Regions from separate parts of the Triticum aestivum genome. Here region 2 is linked to region 1. Evidence: chromatin contacts called from public Hi-C data. All regions are on one chromosome and are shown on one strand. The core of a region is the stretch at or near the end of the contact, and the rest is flanking DNA. Distances in the headings are between cores, read along the strand shown. Region 1 holds the start of LOC123044647 (protein ACCELERATED CELL DEATH 6). Region 2 holds the start of LOC123044648.

The links. A called contact is a pair of places that touch in the nucleus more often than the background predicts.
Region 2: a contact with region 1 is called in a Hi-C map of leaf, with 3 times the contacts expected there. The contact joins the promoter of LOC123044648 here to the promoter of LOC123044647 in region 1. A contact is called at or near these places in 2 of 5 Hi-C or Micro-C datasets (both in leaf).

The regions. Positions count from the first base shown.
Region 1 is chr2B:256,615,576-256,623,509 of IWGSC CS RefSeq v2.1, forward strand. LOC123044647 (protein ACCELERATED CELL DEATH 6) reads right to left here and starts at 1,508. Exons shown (of 3, transcript XM_044467449.1): 1 at 647-1,508. The coding sequence starts at 1,334.
Region 2 is chr2B:257,104,150-257,112,083 of IWGSC CS RefSeq v2.1, forward strand. It overlaps LOC123044648, which reads left to right and starts at 4,390. Exons shown (of 5, transcript XR_006420219.1): 1 at 4,390-5,166; 2 at 5,602-5,713; 3 at 6,534-6,629; 4 at 6,852-6,990.

The DNA.
Region 1 (7,934 bases), core at 258-2,757:
AGGATGACAGGTGGGTCAGGCCTCACATGCAGAGGACACTACCCGGACGAGGAGCACGCAAGATTCGTCCGCCCGTGTCCGTTTCAGACCCAAACCCAGACCAACTTTGCTCCCAGGATGGGTCGGGGCGGACCAGAAACGGACGTTTTTTTAGGATAGGGTCGCGCGTTGGGACGTCTGATCTGTCCGTTTTACCTCAAACGGACAGACCCGGACAATTTGGGGTCGTGCGGTGGAGTTGGCCTTACTCTTGACAGCTTGCTCAATGCGACCCAGATACCCCGAACCCAACATTGCTAGTTGGTACTGTTCGAATTTACTAGTTGAGTACAAGTGTGAACCTAGCCTATAACTTCTTTTTTTCTCTACTGAAATGTAAAGCAGAATCAAACAGAGCAGAACCTAACCTACACTAAAATTCAAAACAGAATCACCTGAAAGCAAATTGTTATATTAAAGAGAACCAAGAAAGAGTACCCTACCGCTTGATTTAGAAGTAATTTCTAATCTCAACTGAGCTATAGTCCAATTAAAGATTATTCCAGTCAATTACAGGTGAAGAAAATACTTCAGACAAGCATCTTGCAGAGTTGCCAATAAGGCAATAACCAACTAAATACAAGGCGATGTCTCATCAGGCACTCACCGTTACTCGTGAGGACAGCGGCGTGCAGCGCCGTGCGCCTTCCCGGGCCCGTGCACGAACACAATTTTGGCGCCTCATCTTCGTCGGCGTCGTCGTTCTTATACGACTTCACAAGAGCGCGCACCATCCCAAGTGATCCTGCGGCCGTTGCCATGTAAATCGGTGTCTCCCCCGCGCCACCGCACAGCCCCGCGAGCCCCGGGTCCGCGGCGGCCAGCGCACGCGCCGCGGCCTCGTGCCCGCCCCGCACCGCGTCGTGAAGCGCCGTCTCGCCGCGCTTGTTGGTGGCGCGGGTGAGGGCGCGCAAGGACGAGGTGGAGGGGGAGGAAGCAATGAGGAGGGCGGCGACCTTGTGGGCCCCGGCGCGAGCAGCGAGGTGGAGCGGCGTGTCCAGAGCGGCGTTGCAGGCGGCGAGGAGGCCAGAGGCGCGGCGGAGGAGGAGCGCCGCGAGTGCCGCGTGCCCGCCGGAAGCGGCCACGTGCAGGAGCGTGTTGCCTCCTGCGGTGGTAGCGGTCTCGAGGTCGGGCGCGGACGGGTCCGCGAGGAGCTCCTTCACGAGCCGCCGCTCGTCGCCGCTTCGCGCCGCGCGGAGGAGTGCGGGCCTCAGGGATGGCGCGGTTGCCAGCGGCCGAGGCGTTGCGCAGGACACGGTGGACGGCGGCGAGGTCTCTGCCTCAGGCGAGGACATCGTGTGCGCGTCGGTTGTGGGACGAGGGGGGAACGTGGGTGGTTTACTTCGCAAGATTCATGTCACTGGCGAAGTGGCGATCGGTGACTTCCTGTGCTTCAAAACAGTGAGGAGGCAAAACGAAGTCGATACCATTTTCCTATTTGTCCCCCGGTGGTTTAATTGTGTACACATGCCCCTTTTCTTCGACCGCGTTCTTCCTTTCGTTTTGCTATGTACTCCCTCAAAAAAAAAAAAAAGAAGAGAGAGAGCATTCCCTCAAAAAAAGAAGAAGAAATATGAGAGCATCTCTAGCACATCCTGTATAACGTCCTTGGGTCGCATTTTTCTGACGGCTCTACGGGACGGTCAAAACATCCGGCAACACTAGGTCCGGTAAAAACGGCCCGGCTCGTAAAATCGTTACGGGAGGCCGTAAACCGCTTGCGATTCTGGTATATATGCCGGCTCCGGGACGATTTTGGCTTCCCATCCCTCTTTCCTCCATTAACCTTCGTCGCGTTGCTTGCACTTTGGCGACAAATCGAGCGACTTTCGGTGTCGTTTTCGAGCGAATTTAGTCACCTGAGGCGAGAGGGGGGCTCGACGGCCGCGGCGGTGACCCGCCCCGCAAGCACCGCAACGACGCAAATGCTGGCATGCTTGCAACCAAGTAGAGAAGCCATGCTTTCGGTATTCGGTTCGAGGGACTATTCGTGGACAGTTTGGGGAAACGTTCATAGACGGTTCGAGGGACTCCAAATACGATCTACACCGACACGTTCATCTTCCTCTTCAACTCGGTGACGGTAACGTTCGTGATCCCAACCTGTTATGCACCTTCATATTGATCTTGGGTGTCCGTAGGCACGGATTTTTTGTGTGTTTTCTACTATGTTTCCCAACAACACATTAGGGCATCTACAATGCCAACCGCTTATACAGGCGCTTACCAGCAAAAAAACATAAAGATAGTAAAATAGAAAAAGCACCTAAGGGCCCTCGCATGCAACGGTGGACGCTTATTCTGTTGAGTAAATTAAATAGTCGAGTGCTTCCCGCAGGCAGAAAAAGGAGCAAGCGCTCAACGCAACACCTTGCATCGACGCCTTGCGCAACACCAGGATTCAACCGATTAACTGCTAATTGGCAGGGAAAATAATCCTAGCGCCTGTCCTAAGCGCCCGCATAGGACCTTATTTCCTCTGATCGATCGCATGATTCGGCAACCATCTTGACAACTAATATATGGTGTGTGGGTTTAGCATAGATCACAATGTTAACTAGGGTCAAATGCCCTCCGAGTTAGATCATCCTTTTTGCCATGATGGAAAAAGTTTCATAATTTTATCAAGAGCGGGCTGCCATTTAGACTTGGCTGACATCCCATAGAAAGTTACAAAACAAGATATTTTTATTTAAAACTAGTCAATATACAAGGTAGAGAAGCAACCACTAACTCTCTGCCTCAGTCTTCTACACAGATAAGAATAACCAAGGATTTTACATAATTGATTTGCAGACCAAAGGCCATTCAGATGATATTCATCACCTTTCTTGCAAAGTTATGGTCAATTCGAGATGGCCTGATGAACAAGATAATCTCGTTGGCATAGATATATAAACAGTTCAAAAGTGAACATCCTTGCATGAGCGAGATCAATGCATGCATCGCAATGGCAAAGATCTGTGGTGAGATGTGATCACCCTGCCTAAATATAGTGACTTGCACAACATTGTTTCCCCCAATGCCACTGCAACCACTCAGAGTGCTTGCCAAGGAGACAAAATTGCAATCCACTTCACCCATCTTCCAGAGAAACATTTTTCATGGAGAATCTCAAAGAGGAAAACAAAGAAAGGAATTCAAATGCACGGGAGATGTCTAGTTTGAGAATCACATGTTTAGCTTTTCCTCTGATGAATCTTGTGCAAATTGCCAAACCAGAGTGAAGTTCTCATGAAGATTTCACCCCTTAATAAAAGTTGATGAGTTTGCACTAACAAATCACCATCCGGGGCCTAAGCCTAACTAATGGTAGTTTAGAGACAAGCCTTGGAAAGGTATGCACTAAGTTGATTGGCCTATACCCTCCCACCCCCACCACGTTAGGATTTTCAGGTATCAACACTACTTCAGGATGCTACTAATGCGACACTACGATCAGAGACCCTTTGACGAAACTGTGTTTGATGCATTAATCGCAGACGGTGATGCAAAATAACCGTCAAAAAAGATGCAAAACATTTGCGATGGCGGATACATTAAACATGGTTCAGATTTTAGTTGCGTGTGCGATGCGGGGCATACAGTTCAGTTCAATGAACTGTTTGTGATGAGGCAGAACAAAAGAAACGGGCATCCAGATGAAGGCGTGTGCGATATACGGCATACAATTCACTCGGATAAACTGTTTGTGATGAGGCGGAACAACAGAAACGGGCAGCCAGATGAAGGCATGTGCGATCTACGGCATACAGTTCACTCGGATGAACTGTTTGCGTTGAGCCAAGAGAACAGAAACGGTTCAAGTTAACAAGATGTGCGTGATACGCGACAAACAGGTCTGTAATCAGAAACATGTGGGAAGACCGACCACAACACAGACGATTCCTGTTAACAAGCCGTGTGTGTTGTGAGCAAACGATTGCTGGTATACAATTGTTAGTGATTGATGAAATCATCACCGACGGGTTCCATTGTTTAGTCCACGTGCGATGTGATTTGCTCTGTCTACAGAGCCTCAACATATATACTTAAAAAGACAACATTACAAAACCAAATTAAGCATACAATTACACACGTGACTACACACATAATATTTCCACACACCAAAGTAAGCAATTACATGCATACTAAACTAGGAGAAACGAGCATCTAATCATCTACTTATTGTTGCGATGACGCTTGCCATTGCTCTGCTCCCAGCTGGATCCCTGGCCATTTTGGGGAAGGAGGCACTTCCTCATGTCAACGATCCGCTTGTACATGGCGTAGCTCGTGTACACCTCCTTGGCTGCGTACACGATGTGAGCTTTGTCGAGTTTCTCCATCCAGGCCGAGTGCCATGCACGCTTGTCCTTGTTACAGGAATCCTTCATGTCTCTGTAGTAGGGGTCGATGATGGCCTCGGCAAGGTGAACCAGTGAGTATTTCTCATGCTCCTTGCTGCCCCAGATCTTGTATTGGCCCTGGATGTCGACAAGATTTTGGCAGGCGATGCCCGAATTCTTGAGCACGTTTACATCATTGGTGATGTCCACCGTAGTGAACACGTAGTGGGGGTTGTTGACAAACTTGGCGAAACGCTCGCAAGGCCTTGTGGCCAGGCAGTAGTGGTAGATGAGGACATGGTTGCGCACACACATCTAGGCAACGACGACCTTGGGACGAGACCCGACACGAGCGTGGGTGTACTCGAGGTCGAACCCGACCACCTTGTACTTCTCCTCGGCAAGCAACAACTCCATGATGTGGATGGAGTGCTCCACCCAGACCGGGTTGTTGGTGTACACCACCGAGAGCTCCGTGAACCTTCTGTGGGTGTCCACCACGGCATGCATGGTGAACTGCTGCTCGTCGACAGCAGCCGCTCGGAGCGCCATTGGAGCCGCACAGGATACCCCTCTAAGAATTTGTCATGGTGGGTGTGCTTCTTGCAATGGTGGGGCACGATCAAATGGTTGAATGTTGAAGAGATACAAGGGTTAAATGGTCGTTGTAATAAATGGGGGTCGGCCTATAATCGTCACGTCTTGTCACGACATTCATAGCGGAGGATTCCAGTGCACGCCTGACAACACGGCACCGCACGCGTTTTGTTGGACCACACGTGGGCTCGAAGAGGTGCCAAATGTATCGTCGTTGAGCCTGTTCCTGCGCTATCGCGCAGTTTACCGCGCAAGCTTCCCACCCGGCTAGTTTGGCCACGCGTCGGCTAGAAGAGGGGAAAATTGTGGGCGTTTATTGGCAAAAAGCTTTGTAAAAACGAAGTGTGTGGAATGACTTCGGTCATAATTTTACCCCTGGGTGATGAGGTCAAAGCTACACAGAAGGGTGATGATGGACACTCGAGTGCGATAATTAATTCTGCGCTCTACAGGGCACATGGTTGAAGAAACCAACTATGTGCAATAATGTTGAAGATCGCAGTCGATTTCGCTATACATATCGTGTGCTATGAGATCGACAAGGTAAATAGATTCCAGAATGGTTAATAAAAATCTAAGTCCATTGCATATTAAGGTCAAAATAGTGCTACAATATACGAGTCTCATACGATGCCATTTCAACATTGTACCACAAAAGCTCAAAATATTACAAGGTCCAAATTCCAGAGTTATATGGCTCAAATTCAAAGATTACAAGGTTCAAAATGATATTAGAAATGAAATTCAGCTCATCAGCTGCAAACGCTCACGCTGATCCGCTGAACATGGATATCAGAGAGGTTCAAACTAATATTACCACTTTTAAGTCTGGTTTCGAAACCTCATAATTTTCACAAAGGGGTCAGCCACTAAGAAGTCATGTATGGGGTTGACACGATGACTTCCGGTTACTCTGTCATCTGAAGTTCCAAAATGAAATTCAGAATTTTTGGAGCCTATTCCATTTTGCCACAGCCGCTGACGCTGATCAACAGACCATTCATTTTTGCGAAATAAATGTAGGGCAAACCTCATTACCTTCAGCACCCTTGCTCTGACAACAAAGAACCTAACGAATATAATCTCCGGTAAGGTCTCTCGGTAGGAGTTCAAAGTAATTTCTGAGAGATGCAGATCTAGGCATTCGACGTGATTGTTATATTTTATCACATTATCCACCACCGGCCTAATCTTATCCGCAAAAGAAGAAAACATGTTAGTGCCTACATGTAGTTTTGAACACTACTACATGCCTGTTTGGTTTGCAGGATTTGTAAAATGCACTAACATGCCATCTTCGATCCGACATGATTAACATGGGCATTTGATTACATTCTAGAAAAATGTCACTGTAAACTTGGAAAAATGTGTCAGAAATTGAACTCCCTTATGGTTAACATTTAACAGGAAAGGAACATCACCTCGATATATAGCTTCTCCAGGCATGGAAAGCATCTCAGGAAACTGACAACTTGCTCTAGGTTGGGGCCGATAGATTCTAGTGCCAAGACCTTCACTGTGCATAATTTTGGGGTGAAGCTTGTTGGAATCATTTTCTGGATGACAGACGAACATACATCTTCAAAATTAGAAATAATATTAATTTCTAGAAGGTGAGGTAAAAGGCGGCTGTTGTATACCTGAACGGGTGTGGATCCAATAACAAGTTCAGAGTATTTGTCAGACGAGTAGCCCACCACTGCCAATTTCGGCGCAGAAATGACATTGATTCTTGTTGGACCTTCTTGATCAACTACAAGTAATCTCAAGTGAAGGTGTGTCCTGAATGACTATACCATGGTACAGATCTTGTGATGTCTTCTTGCTGCACTAGCAATACACATAAATAGTCCGGAGAGTCATGGAGGTTATGTGGAAGCTACTTAGCCCATTGATCACCTGAAGACGAAGGTACTCGAGTGCAGTACAGCCACGGAGCAGGCACTCCATGTCACCATTTGGGAGGCAGACGACGATGAGCTTGAGGTGCTTCAGTCGTGGTAGAATAAGAGCGGGCGTGTCATTAAGGGGGATGGCAGTTCCTGAATTTGGTGACGCACAATGTGGGCCCGAGGCGGAGCATGGACGTTGGCAGCGAGCGCATATGCCCATCATCAAAAGTGAACTCCTCGAGCTGATCTAGGGCGGGGGATCGGAACCAGTCATCAAGCTTGGCTCGGTCCTTGCCATTGGAATGGAACTTGCCCATTCTAAGGCCTCTGGTTGGGCCAGGGTGACTGCCGAGGATCTTAGAGAACGCATCCAAGCTTTTGCGACAGCCATTGCAGAGCTCGTGTGTGTCGATGAGGTCAAGAGGGGTGGATTTCCATAGGGGGTGCCACCGTCGGGAAAGGACGGTTGTCCGTGCCCCATATTTGATTGGGAGGAGGGAGATGATGACTGTCAACATATCATCGGGGAGGCTGTTGATGAAGTCTAGGCCTGCTGGAGTCGCTTGCGGTTCTAGCTTGCCCCGCCTCCGCTTGTTGGCAACTCTTTTCTCCACCTCCGGAGTCTCCTAGTCAGCGGCACTTTCTGATAGAAGTGGGAGTAGAGGGAATATTTAGTTAAAACAGGGCAATAGAAAAGTGTATTGGTAACTAGAAGTTAGTAGGTAGGAATATAGTAAGAAAATGGAATAACAATTGGTTGCTTAAATACTACACAATTCATTTGATATTTCTGGGTAAGTCAACATGCAGATACTTGAAAATAAAACTTACTTCGAACAAAGTCTGGACGGATGGTATCGTCGGGGAAGTTAGCATATATCTCATGAACATGCTCTTTTATGTGCAGTGCAATTTTAGTGCCAGCTTTTAGTACATAGAACTTAGAAATTTCTTTCCAAAGGCCAGTGCCAAAATAGGAGTCACCATGTTCATCAAGCCTTACAGTAGAAACGATTGTAAATCCATGGTTTGTGTTCAGTATGGCATCCCTGCAGTCTTGATTTATGTAAAGGGAAAG
Region 2 (7,934 bases), core at 3,140-5,639, 490 kb after region 1:
TGCGTATAGGCTCGTAGCCAACTCAGATCAAATACCAAGATCTCGTTAAGCGTGTTAAGTATCCGCGAACGCCGAACAGGGCCAGGCCCACCTCTCTCCTAGGCGGTCTTAACCTGCCCTGTCGCTCCGCCACAAAGATCCACACAGAGGGCCGTCGGGACAAAGGTCCTTTCAGCCCCCAATCCGTGAATCACTCGCGGGTACTCTTCGAGCTGACCCGACTTTAGTCACCATCTGTAAAGTATGTATGTATGTATAGTATATACCCGTGATCACCTCCCGAGTGATCACGGCCCAATAGTATAGCAACGCAGACTGACAAGAATGTAGGGCCAATGATGATAAACTAGCATCCTATACTAAGCATTTAGGATTGCAGGTAAGGTATCAACAGATGTAGCAACAATGTCAGGCTATGCATCAGAATAGGATCAACGGAAAGCAGTAACAGGCTACACTACTCTAATGCAAGCAGTATAGAAGAGAATAGGCGATATCTGGTGATCAAGGGGGGGGGGCTTGCCTGGTTGCTCTGGCAAGAGAGAGGGGTCGTCAACTCCGTAGTCGAACTGGGCAGCAGCAGCGTCGGTCTCGTAGTCTACCGAAGAGAAGAGGGGAAAGAAACAATAAATACAGTGCAAACATAAGCAAGACGACGCAAGACATGACAAAGAGCGGTGCTAGGTGTGTTCTAACGCAGTATGAGGTGATGCTGGCGAAGGGGGAAATCATCCGGGAAAGTATTCCCGGTGTTCCGTGTTTTCGGATAGATGGACCGGAGGTGAAATGTTGCAGGTTCACTATGTTAGGGACGCGTGACGGACGAACGGATCCGGAATCGTCTCATCGTTCTGAGCAACTTTCATGTTGAAAATATTTTAATCTGAGTTACGGATTAAAAGATATGATTTTCTAAAGATTTTATTAATTTCTGGAATTTAATTAATTAATTATTTAATTCAAAAAATGAATTTATGACGTCAGCATGATGCATGCTGACGTCAGCAGTCAACAGGGTTGACTTGGTCAACCAGACAGGTGGGTCCAGGGGGACCCACCTGTCATTCTCTGTTTAGGTTAATTGCAGATTAATTAATTTAATTACTATTTAGTTAACCTAACTAGTTAATTAAATTAATTAAACCAGATTAATTAACTTAATTAATTCATTAGATAATTAATTAATTAATAATTATTAATTGTATTTATTTTAATTAATTTTTTTAATCCTTTTTTTGTGTAAAACATTATGGGGCGTGGGGCCCCCTAGACAGTGGCCCGGGGGGGCTTAGCGGGCACAGGGCGGTGCGGGCGCCCGAACGGGCGCGTGCCCGTGGGGGAGCTGCGACCCGTGGGCGAAGGGGCAGGCACACGGTGGCCTTGGCCTCGACCGGAGCAGTGTCGAGGCGGGGCTAGGCGGGGCTGTGCGGGAAGGCCGAGCGGCGGCCGTTGGTGGCCAGTGGAGGGGCGACGAGCAGGCTGTAGCAGGGCGCGGGTGTTCGGCGCGGTGAGCAGGGGGGCGGAGGGAGGCCGGTGGGGTTCCTCACCCGCGTTGCAGAGAAGGCCCGGTGCAGGGCGAACGCGACGGCGGGGAGCGGTGGAGCCGAGGAGGCGTTCCGGCAGGGTCCGACGACGGCGCGTGGCGATGCGGGGCCGGCGTCGAGCACGTCGGGCGGCGGGGAGGAGATGAGGAGGCGGTCGGCGAAGCGGCGTTCCAGGCGGCGTGGGGGGCGTGGCGACGGACGAGGGCGAGATGGAGGCGACGGGTGACGGCGTCGGGCGGGGGTCCGTCGAGGAGAAGGCGAGGGGGAGGGGTGGCGGTGCTCGGCGCCGCTGGGTGGCGAGGACGAGGCGACCGGGTCCGAGCGCCGTGGGGAGGTTCGTCCCCCCGATCCCGATCTGGATCGGGGAAGGGAAGAGGGGCGTGCGGTCGTGGGGAGGGGGAGAGAGGAGTGGGGCGAGTGGGAGTGGGGGTTAGGGTTTCTAGGGTGTGGGTGGCCTATAGGCCAGGGGGCGGCCGGCTGGGCCGTGGGGCGGGCCAGCCCGTTCGGGAGGCTGAGGCCAGCTGGGCCACTTGGCCCAGCGGGGGGGTGCCCTGTTTTCTATTTTCCTTTTTTATATATTTTCTTGTCTCTTTTTATTTGTAGTTTCTTTTATTTCCAGTTTTATAAAATTACCACTAGTGCCTAATTTGTATTTACCAATAAACTACTACAAGATTAATTCTTAACCCATAATAAAATAGTGTTAGCATTTTATAAATTCAATAGGCATTTGTTTAATTGTTTTCACTATTGTTTTAATTGTTTTAGGGCCTTTAAGCATTTTATCAAAGTTTGGTTTCTCCACCATAATTACCTATGTATTATTTGGTTCACTCAGGACATTTAAATTTTAATATTTGAAAACTTTTATTGTTTGCTCGATTTTGAATTTGAAATTCGAACTAGGTTCCGAACTAACGCGAGTTTATCCACAGTAACCGAGGTGACGTGGCATCATTAGCGGGGATTACTGTAGCTTAATTACCCGGGCGTCACAAGTTTCAAGAAGACCGCTCGATGGTGTTTCACCCGGACTTCGTGGAGGACTTCGTGGAATACCAACACCCCATCCAGATATCGGGGGCGAGACTAGCCCCACCCCGAGGGGTGGGGGGTAAAAAGCGCCTTGTAGAAACCGTCAACATGAGCGCGGATGGTCGAGGGGCGAACGAGAGGCGTGTCTCCATTCCACAGGCAGTGTATGGAGTTCCGACGACGCCGGCCGTTCGCGACCGCCTGGAAATATGCGGTGTTCGCATCGCCACGAAGCACCCATCTTTGAGTGCTGCGCAACCTCCAGTAGGCTTCCTCATCTGTGTAGATGGTTGAGAGTTGATCCTCGAGATCATATCTCAGCATCCACTCATCCGGGGAGATTCTGGAGGTGTCGGCACGGGCGTCCAAGCTTGAATAGCCAGCAGGAGAGCCCTTTTGCACTCGCGGAGGTCCTGGCCAAGGTTAGCACCCTAGCCCTTCATGAATTGGCGGGCGAGCTTGGCACAGAAGTGCCACGAGTCGACAGCGGACATGACGCGATGAGGGGAAGCACGAGCAGAGATCCATCTGGCAATGACCGCGTCTCGAAAGCCCGCCTGGTTAAGCCAGAAGAGCTCAAACCGAAACCGCGGTGGGGTGGGGGGACGCTCGTCCGCGGTGGAGAGGAGGAGAGGAACGTGGTCAGACCCAATTCGGGTAATCGTCCGAAGCGACGCCTGGGGGCAGCGTAATTTCCATTCCGGGGAGACTAGGACGCGATCCAATACGGAGCGCGTCGGGTTAACTTGGCGGTTTGTCCAAGTGAACCGGGCGCCCGTCCGCTCTAATTCATGGAGACCAAGCTCCGCGATCCAGTCGTTAAACAACTGCATCCGGGGGAGGTTAATCCGATCATTGTTCTTCTCATCCGGGGAGCGTCCCAACATGATTTGAGGGGCAATAGCTAACAGCCCACTAAGATTTACTTCCTCCGTTCCTAAGAGAAAGTATAATAGATCTTACTTAGCAGGCTATAAAATACTCCACGTCTGTAAAATCCTAGTTGAATGGGAGAGAAAGCCAAAGAGAGAAGGAAGTCGGCGTTCCATGTATCGCGGGGCTACAACACAATCTACAATAAAATTGAGCCAGCATGAAGCCCGTGGCAAGACTTAAGGCCGACGCTTATTGCTACCGGCCAATCACCATGCGTTTTCTTTGCCTATCTCTGCATGCAAGCATTGATTATTATAGCTCTTGTCAGCTTATTAGGCTGGTCATAGTGAAGAGTAATATATACTAGTATCATGCATATGATACTAGTGTATGATACTATATCCATAGTGCATAGTATTATAAAGTAGTATTATAGATGGTCTCATTTATTGCCATGCATGACACATAGTAGCATAACATTTATTATGATACGGTATCTACCTATGTTACTACTACCCTCTCTCTTCTTTAATTGCCTGTCACATAAGCATGTTTGCGAGTCTCAAGTACATGATACTAGTTATGTTACCCCACTATGGCCAGCCTTATATGACTATTTTTGTAGGAAGGCTACGGTAGATGTGGCACTAGCATAGAGCTGGCAACCGGCTCTGCTATTAGTCATCCCATTGTTAGAGTCTGAGCAAAAATGACGCAATCTCAGGCCATGTACCCTCGCAGCCGTCCGATCGTCTTCCCGAGCGTGTCCTAGCCGTCGGATCTCCGGGTGGACAGATTCTAACCGTCAATCGAGCCCGCAGCGACCCTGGCCGTCCGCTCGGAGTCGCCATGCCACCGCCTGTAAATATGGTGGCCCGCCGGGGGTACTTCCGTCATTTCACCTGGTGGCGTATAAATGCAGCGAGCCAAAACCTAGCCGCCGCCTCCTGCCCGCGTGTAGCCCCGCTCCTTCCTCGCCTCGCGGCTCCCCTCCCGTAACCCTACCCCCTCCTCTCCTCTGTGCCGCCGCCGTCGTCGCCAGTCCTCCTCCCCTCACACCGCGCCCGCACGGCCCTCGAGGCGATGCGCCGGATCCAATCCGACCATGCCGCCCTGCGATGCGACGGCGAGTGGGCGCCTGCCCTCCCCGTCCGTGAGCTCGTCCCCAGGGACGTCATGCAGTGAGTGGGCGAGAGCAGGTGAAGTGAAGGCTCGAAGCAGGCAAGCGGCCGTGACTCGATGGGGTGCGAGGCGGAGGCGGAGGAGCACGTCTCCGGTCTCCCCGATTCCGTTTCGGTGGTGGCGTGAGGGGATCTGCCGACTGGCCGAGCAGGGCAGCAGGCGACGACGACGACCAAGGGAGAAGCCGAGCAGGGCAGCAGGCGATGACGACGACCAAGGGAGAAGGGGAACGGCGCTGCGGCATCCGGAAGGCACGCGGCCACAACCCCGTCAAGCTAGCGCGCCATATCGCGCTCCAGTGGACGGGAGGAGCCAGGTGCCGTCGAGGGGAGGAGCCAGGCGGAGCGCGCCGTCTCGATTGGTTGCGCTCTGGGCGACACCAACAGCTCGCTCCATTGGCTCGATATGGTGCTCCTGCAGTAGATCGACGAGGAGGGCGCCACCACCACTGTCATCAGGCCGGCCCGCATCCACGCGCTGCACCAGGCTTTTTCTTCGCCTCTACTTCCAGCGACCACACCGGCCACAGGTGAGATTCTTCTCCTCATTTCGTCCTCCCCTTTTTGGTGACCCTTCTTTCTTCCCGTCTGATGAGAGGGGGCAGTACTAGGCATTGGATTGGTGGTCTAGCTACGTTCTTGTTGTGCGGTACGTTCTCACGTTCAGCTAGGTTCCAAATATGGTGATTTTTTGGATGAGTGGTGTAGCTAGATTCTAAAGATGGGGAATTATGGTGCAGACTTGTTTGGAATCAGTGGTGTGTATAGGTTGCAAGGAAAAGGACTTCTGTATCATTCTTCTTTTGATTATTTGGATCGGTGGTCTAGCTGGATTTCAACAATGTTTTTTTATGTGCTGTCTTGATTGGAATTAGTGGTCGAGCTAGGTTCCAGGGAGGAGGGATGTTTGATTATATGTTGGATAAATGTATTAACATGATCTTCATCTGCTCCTTTGCTTTTAGATGGTTCACACGGTCATGTCTGCAGCTTCAGAAGAGATTGCAGATCATAAGATCGCAAGGCTAATTGGTTACCGATTCTTTATCTTTGAGGTTTACCAGGGGCACTTTGCAGGTATAATTTTCATCTCCTTTTTAGAAACAAGTATCTTTATTTTGAGAATTATTGTTGTACTACTTCACGGGTGATATTGCAGTGTGAATTGTTCTATGACAAACCAATTTTCTGTAGTATCAGGGCATAGTGATTCGTTCATTAATCTGACAATAGTGGTAGATCTGGCAAGTGTAAACTCCTTGTCTGTGTAGCTGTTTTAGTCATATAATTTTATCATGTCGAGGGCAAAGATACATCACTGTTGCGTCGTGTAGCTCGAAGGGTCTGGGGCCGAGTCAATGTGTCCTAGCTATATCAGGTAAATTGGTTCAGTTCTTCTGATTCAAGAGATAAACTGTCAGGCACTCTGTTTGCCCTTGAAGCTTATTTGCTTTTTCCTTTTGTGAAGAAAAACTTGAGAGTGTTGCTTGAGAAACTGTAATAGACGTTTTTTAAGGTGGGGTGGGAAAAAAAACTGGTAACTGGCAGCCTTTGTCTACCACCTATTAAGTATTCTATGCAAAATGTGTTTCCAAGTAGCTGATGGGGCATCTTGCAGAAATGGATTGAGAATCAGGTGTACAACCATTTTCAATACCAGTCGATTTTTTTAGCTTTCTTCTGTTTCAAATGTTCGTCTCATACTAGAAGAGATGCGTCAGTTATTTGTTGACGAATTGTCGGATGCTTAGTTCAGTTTAAAATAACATGCCATGTGGCTTTCACTGTTTATGGCCGTGTTAAGGATCAAAAGAAGACCTGTCGTTTAATTGTTGGCATGTTCTTTCTAAGCCTGCACTAATTCCAAGTTCGTTTGCTCAGCATATGTTTTTTGCAGGTGTGTTGTTCGTATACTGGTTACTGAGAATGGATTGACAAGGGGGGGGGGGGGGTCCTATTCTGGCCAACGTCCTTTCGGTCAGCCACATCCCAGGTATGCCCTCCCCAGATCGTCCCCGTGGTCATGGTTTCCACAGGCCTGGCATGTCTCTGCAACATCCCGTGCCACCCCTCTTGCTTTGGACAGACCTTATAATTTTGTTGCATAAGTGTGCCAACTGCTGAACTGATTCATGTGCCTGGTTATTATTGGGCATTTCTGTTTTTTAATATTTCATTATCACAAGTATAACATCATGAATCCTGTATATTGCAGGCTCCTGCAGTCGTCTTCTTTGCATGACGGCGTGGTGTCTCGACGCGTGATGGATTCACTCACACGGAGGTAGCTTTTCTCCGCTACTCGGGCGACGGGCATACAAGCTTTTGGGTCCATGACGCCACCGATAAACAAGGTATGTCTTGTTCCGTTGATTGATCAGTTCATCTTACTTTTAAAATTCTTATGCTCTGATTTGCTCAAATTCTATCGAGACAATGGTGGAAATCAAATTTATTTATTTTGAATGCATGCCATTTCTCCCTGATCATTAGTTCATCTAACTTGAAGATGTAAACCTGGTGGCGTTTAATCTTTTTCCATAGACCAGGCATTTGGGAGTTTATTGCAAGCTATACCATCTTGATGCGTAATTGCAGATTGTGTTCTTGCTATAATTTTTTATTACTTCTGTGTTTTATAATATTCCATGTAAATCAGAATATCCTTGATGTACATTCCTTGATTTTTTTAATGTTAGGGGCCAATATATGTATCCTTAATTAGTTCTGCCTCTGTACAGTGTAGATGATAGTAACCCTTTTATGTATATATTTATTTTGACTCTAGCTCAGGTCTGTGCATTATATAAGGAGTTGAATTTGTCGGTTTAAAATATTTGTGCTATCAATCCTTTCTGTCCTTCTAGACAAAAAAGTTATTAGCTTTGATTTTTTTGCTAATTTAGAATATTTCTGCTATCATCAGTGTAGATCGGAAGGGTTATGAGCTCAACAAGAAATGGACTGTATAGTGAAGGCCTTTAACTAATAAGTACAGATTGTTTTTTTATAGAAAACACAAGTAAAGATTATGTGAGGTGATTTATCCATTTTTGGAGTTCCCTCATTAGTGTATCCCTCATTGTTAATTGGTATGCCTAATTGCTATGATTTTTTAGCCATTTTTATGGAAAACACAAGTAAATATTATGTTTGGTTTCCCATATTCTTTACCTGCTTAATTGGTATGAATTTTTTCAATGTCAGATTACTATTCACACCTGTATGATTTTCGTCGAAGTATGATGGTTAGCTTGAATTAGTGTCATCTTGGTTATGTGTCGTTTTTCTTTTGATC